Linked DNA regions of Ovis aries: region 1 is linked to region 2. Evidence: chromatin contacts called from public Hi-C data. All regions are on one chromosome and are shown on one strand. Each heading gives the region's core, a stretch centred on a gene start, on an enhancer-like site or on the middle of the called end of the contact. The rest is flanking DNA. Distances are from core to core; before and after follow the strand shown.

Region 1 (2,700 bases), core at 10-2,509, 91 kb before region 2:
GTCGGGTCATTGTGGTGACTGGAGGGGGTGGGCATTGGGTGCAGGCAGCCCCCCAGCGCAGGATGAAGTCCAGCCTTCTGGGACTGTTGTTGCCATCTGCTTTCTCTAACCTCTCAGCCGAAGCTCATACCCTGGACACAGGGGATACAGAGGCGTGGGAAGCAGAAGGAATGTCCATCCTGTTGGATGCAGATGAGGGTTTCTATCCCCTGAAGGCCCACCTTCACCTCTAAACTTTGAGTGGAGGGTGGAAATTCAGGAAGTGTGATGGGGGATTCCAGGAAGGACACATTCTCAAATATCTCCTCTATGGTCTTTCACTGAATTTGAAGCTCTGTCTCTGTTTTTACTGATGCCATTTATTTATCTGTCAAAAGAATCTTTGATTTTTTTTATTTTTTTTAATTTTAAAATCTTTAATTCTTACATGTGTTCCCAAGAATCTTTGATTTTTAAGAGACTCTTTTACAATGCAAACTCACCTGTAAGTGGTGAAATTAAAATATTCCTATCAGCGAGCTGGATGAGCTGACTTTATGGGGCAGTTAGGCTGTCCAGTCTCGATAGAGGGGCAGCCTTATGACCTAGTGATAAGTCTGCTAGGCCAGGGATAGTATATCTGTTTTCTATGCTATTATATATTGAACATACCCTGCAGAAGTGTGTTCAAATTGTAACCCTGGCTACCTTGGAATATTTGGAAATAGATTCATTGCAGATGAAGCTATACTCCATATTGGAGTTGGATGGTCCTTTAATCAAATAGGATTGGTGTCCTTTTAAAAAGAAGATGTGAAGATAAAAAGGGGAGAGTGCCATATGAGGGCATGAAGACCCCCAGACACAGAGAGAAGATAGCCATGTGAAGGCAGAGGCAGAGATTGGAGTCGAGCTGAGAAACTGCTGGAGCTACCAGCAGAAGCTGGAAGGGGTAAGGAAGGATTCTCCCTAAAGCCTTTGGAGGGAATGTGGTCATGACCACACTTTCATTATTGTCCTTCTAGCCTCTGGAAATATGAGAGAATAGATGCTCCTTGTTTAATATCACCTGGTTCTTGGAACTTAGTTACAGCCGCCCTGAGAAGCTAATACACACACCTGCTTCAGTATCTGACTCACCAAGTGACCTAACAAATGTTGGCTCCTCTCAGAGATTCTGCAAAATCGGGTAGTTGGAGTAGATAAACTAGGATCCCTCCAGCTCAATAGTGTTTAGGGGTTGTTCCGAGGTTAGGAAGACAGTTCATTTGTTCAGCTAATTATCTTTGAGCATATTCTGTGCCAAGCATGGGGTAGTGAGCAGGTCATTGCTCTCAGGGAGGTATGTCCTTGTCTCTCAAAGGAAGGATGAGACTATTAGAAAGGACTGGACATGGACTAAAACCAGGAGCCTGGACCCCTTGAAGCCCCCAGAGCAGGTCCCCAGGAGCTGGGAGGCCACAGTTAGACTTCTGAACAGGAAATGCAAAGGGGAGAGGGAAATTCAAGATTTCCTGAGAGGTCAAAAAGGAAATAAACTTCGTTACTTCCAAGTAGATTTTTAAAAATTATGCAACCGAGTTCATCAGCCCCTGAGTGGCTATTCATCTTTGACCTTCTGACTACATGTTTTATCTACTGGATATTTAGTTTGACTGTATAGTTTGATTGGCTTCGGTTGTATATTTTTTCTGAAGTATTCACATGGTTAAGTTAAAATAAAACCAAGGGATATCTTTTTAAAAAAAGGAAATCAGCTACATAAGTTAACATGGCTGATGTTTAGGAAAGTGTTCACTTGCATTTCAGTGTTGTCTGCAAATACTTAAAATTATAGTTATACGTTTCTTGCTTGTGACCACTTTTTTATTCTCCCAGACAGTTTTTTCCTTGAGATAACAGCTCACTTTAAGAAACATACACCTATAGAAAAATAAGAGGTGGTTTTGGAGGGTAGCGGAGGTGGGATTGTAGTTATTTTCTAAGCCTTACCTTTGGGTCAAAGAAGTCAAAAAAAGGAACCACAGCATACAGAGGCAGCCAGCCACGAGATATGCAGGCAAAGGTGCTAGGAGAAATTAATCCATTTTTTAAAATTAATTTTTGTTTTAACAGTGCACATAGTTTCAAACATCAACTTGAACTAAACTATTTATAAGAAAATATGACTTTCTGTTCCCTGTTTTCCCCACGTCCCCCTCCCCAGAGGCCACAGATGTCAACTGCTCTTTTCCATGTTTCTCAATAACAGGTATATGCTGTTATCTTGTACTTTATCAATTTGTAGGTGCTATCTACTGACTTCCTTTTATGGTAGATGAGGATCTAATTCTCTTACACCACCCTGCTCATCCCTCTGTTTCCTGTTTCCTCTGCTCTCCATGTAGTTAGATTACAGTTCTTAGATCAATAGTGACTGTTTATGTAATATGCTTAGACAAATATTGTTTACAGCTGAGCATTGTAGTGCACTATGATTATGTTTCCTTTCTTAGTTTTTGTTTTATCTATAGTTAATAATTGCCTTGGCCTTTTATTTACTTAGGTTTTTTTTTTTTTTTGGTACTTAATTGCTAACTCACCCCACAATTTCCAGACGCTTCTCAGAATATTTTTCTACAAGGCCATCAACATCAGCCAATCTAATTCTTTCTTTCTTTCTTTTCCCTTTTTTTTCTGCTGAAACCATCCGTCATGAAGACCTGCTTTCTCCTATCTGGC
Region 2 (2,700 bases), core at 24-2,523:
TGGGAAAGACTGAGGGCAGGAGGAGAAGGGGACAGATAGAGGATGAGGTGGTTGGATGGCATCACCGACTCAATGGACATGAGTTTGAGTAAACTCTGGGAGTTGGTGATGGACAGGGAGGCCTGGCGTGCTGCAGTCCATGGGGTCCCAGAGTCAGACACGACTGAGTGACTGAACTGAACTAATCCCTGAGCTGGGGGCATCTGGAGAATACACGGATCACTGCCTCTCTGGAGCACACTGTCGCCCATGCATGGTCCCCAGGGAACCTATGATTCTTCCTTTCTCTACCCAGAAAGTCTTCCCTCTGCCTCTCTAACTTCTCCAAATTCCAGCACCTGGGGCCAGCTAAAGGCCACAAATCCTTGAAAAAAACCATTCAGGTAGCTCCAGCCCACTCAGCCCTCTCTCAGACACGTGGCTGCATGCGACCTTGTTCTTGGTCTCCGCTGACTGTGGCAGGATGGGGTGGGGTGGTCTAGGGTACCGGTGGTGATGGAATACCAGGTGACCCATCTTCATCATCAGCACCAGACCAGGTATACGAAGGTCTACCGATCTTCACAACGTGTCGGCTTGAGAACTTGGGGGTGGCCGTGCTCCAGGCGGGAGGCATCCGGAGAATCCAGTGTTCTCTCGGATGGGGGCGCAGGTGGGGAATCTGGTTGAATTTGTTCGATCGTGGGGCGCACTTTCCCTGAGCCACGTCTTGGCAAGGGCAGGCGAAGCTCGCAGGTCCCCTTCCGGGCCGCGTCCCAGTTCCTTGCCCGGGAGAGCCCTCGGCAGCGGCCGTCGGCGCAAGTGACAGACGCTGGGGCGGCTCCTCTCCTGCGCGGAGATCCTGGAAGCAGCCGCTGCGCCCGGCCGCTCGGGCTCGGATCTGAGCGGCTAGTCTGAGGGTGGTGTCTGAAACCGGGCGCTTCCTGCCTTTCCCTCGGCCTGGATGCCCGGCTGGCTCGGCGGGCTCCGAGATTCCCGCGCCGCCCCACCCCGCCGCCCGCGCCCCGCACGGTGCGCGCCGCGTCCCCGCCCCAGCCCCACCCCACCCCGTGCCCTCAGGGGGGCACCCCCACCGGGGCGGGAGGGTGGTCCGCCGCGCCCGGTCGCCGAGTGGCGGAGGTGACGGTAACCGCCTTCCCATTTCCGCCCGGCCGGCGGCGCGGCGGCGCGAGTGCCAGCAGAGGCGCGCGGTCCTCCCTCCGCCCGCCCGCGCCGGGGGCTGGCCCTGCCTCGCCGGCGCCTTTTTCCCCCGCACCGCGGCGCCGCTTCGCCACTCGGGCACCGCAGGTAGGGCAGGAGGCTGGAGCGCCTGCCGCCCGCCGCCCGTAAAATGGTCACCTCGGCTGGACAGCTCGCCCTCTTCGCGCTGGGTACGTACGCTGCCTGTGGCGCGCCCGGCGCCACCTGCCCTCCGGGACACCCTGCTTTCCCCTTGTTTCCTCCGTTTCTCTGTCTCGGGGTGTTCTGCGCTCGCGTAGGAGAGGAGAGGAGGCGAATGCTTTTCGAGGCTTGCAAGCTAGGAGGCAAGGGGAATCACCTGTGCCTACTAGGGATTTGGGGAGCCTGTTCCGAAGAGGGGGACGGTCGAGCGCTCAGCCGTTCCCCGGAAAGTGGCCGGCGGGCGGTGCGTGAGAACGCCCGCCAGGGAAGGGGGAGCGGTGTGTGAACGCGCTTGAACTTTAATCCGCCGCGGCTCGTACACTTGCCAACACCTACCTGCTTACCTGGCTGCTTCCAAGCCAGTCTTCACCCGCGTATGAAGCGCGTAGAATTGGAGAGGGTGGCCGGGGTCGACCCTCCGGCCAGACCTTGGCTGCTTCCTTTTCGTGCTCTCTGCCTACCCCTGAGCCCCAGCGACCCGCAGATGTTCATCAGCAGCAGCGGCGCCTCGATCTTCTAACTTTGCGAGTTCTGGAGCTTTGGGGTGGGTTTTGGATTTTTGCGCGGATTAATTGTTCTTTTGATTAACTTCTCTGGGAGAAGTGGTTTAAGTGTCAGCCGAGGGCAGGAGTGAAACCCTAGACGGAGTGCTGCCAGTTTCCTTTGAGTTTGTTCTTGGAAGAGAACGAGGGATGGGGGAAGGGAGGGGAAGTTAAGCCGGGCAAACCTGGGCCGGGTGTGGGGAGCCGGTGAGTTTTTCAAAGGTGAAGGTCACTGCCCGGCCGGCTCTTGCCCCTTGCGGCGCCGGGTCTCTCTGGTGTTGAGAGAACAGATTAACAGCCCAGGTGTCCCGGTCATTGCCTAGCTTCCGTGAAGTGAATTGTTCAGTCGCTGTCTCCTCTGTAAAGCAAGTTGCTTGCTACAAGATGATTTATTAGAGCTTGAGGAAAGCTATGGAACCGTTCCCCTTCCCACCACCCCCCCCATCCCTCCACCAAATGCCCAGGGCCTCAGCCCCACCCAGTTCCGTGTACAGTTTCAGGGGGTTCACGGACCCGCCCGTAATGAAACGCTGATTAAGAAGTGGAGGCATCATCTAAGGGAAATACGCGGCAGCCGTGGAACCGGATTCCACAGCAGCTCCGAGGTGTACCCTCACCTGAAACTCACCAACAGGTGGCATGACTCCGAGTGGCTTTTTTTTTTTTCCCCCTTTTCGCAAGCCTTTTTATATTTTGTATTGATAGTTCTAATTTTAGATTTTTTTTTAAAAGCAGTTAAACATTACCAATACAGTAGAAGTCTCCTGTATTCGGGTCC

What was found. A called contact is a pair of places that touch in the nucleus more often than the background predicts.
Region 1: a contact with region 2 is called in a Hi-C map of liver, with 3 times the contacts expected there. The contact joins the enhancer-like site here to the promoter of TGFA in region 2. A contact is called at or near these places in 3 of 16 Hi-C or Micro-C datasets (hypothalamus, liver and mixed tissues).

The regions. Positions count from the first base shown.
Region 1 is chr3:92,702,355-92,705,054 of ARS-UI_Ramb_v3.0, reverse strand. No RefSeq gene overlaps it. Among named protein-coding and RNA genes, the nearest start is that of TGFA, 91 kb to the right of the region's middle. Within about 2 kb of position 1,259, at least 2 of the 54 cell types and tissues checked have an H3K27ac peak or open chromatin away from gene starts, as enhancers often do. A contact at or near this core is called in liver, where this site is marked.
Region 2 is chr3:92,611,294-92,613,993 of ARS-UI_Ramb_v3.0, reverse strand. TGFA (transforming growth factor alpha) reads left to right here and starts at 1,273. Exons shown (of 6, transcript XM_060412327.1): 1 at 1,273-1,370. The coding sequence starts at 1,331.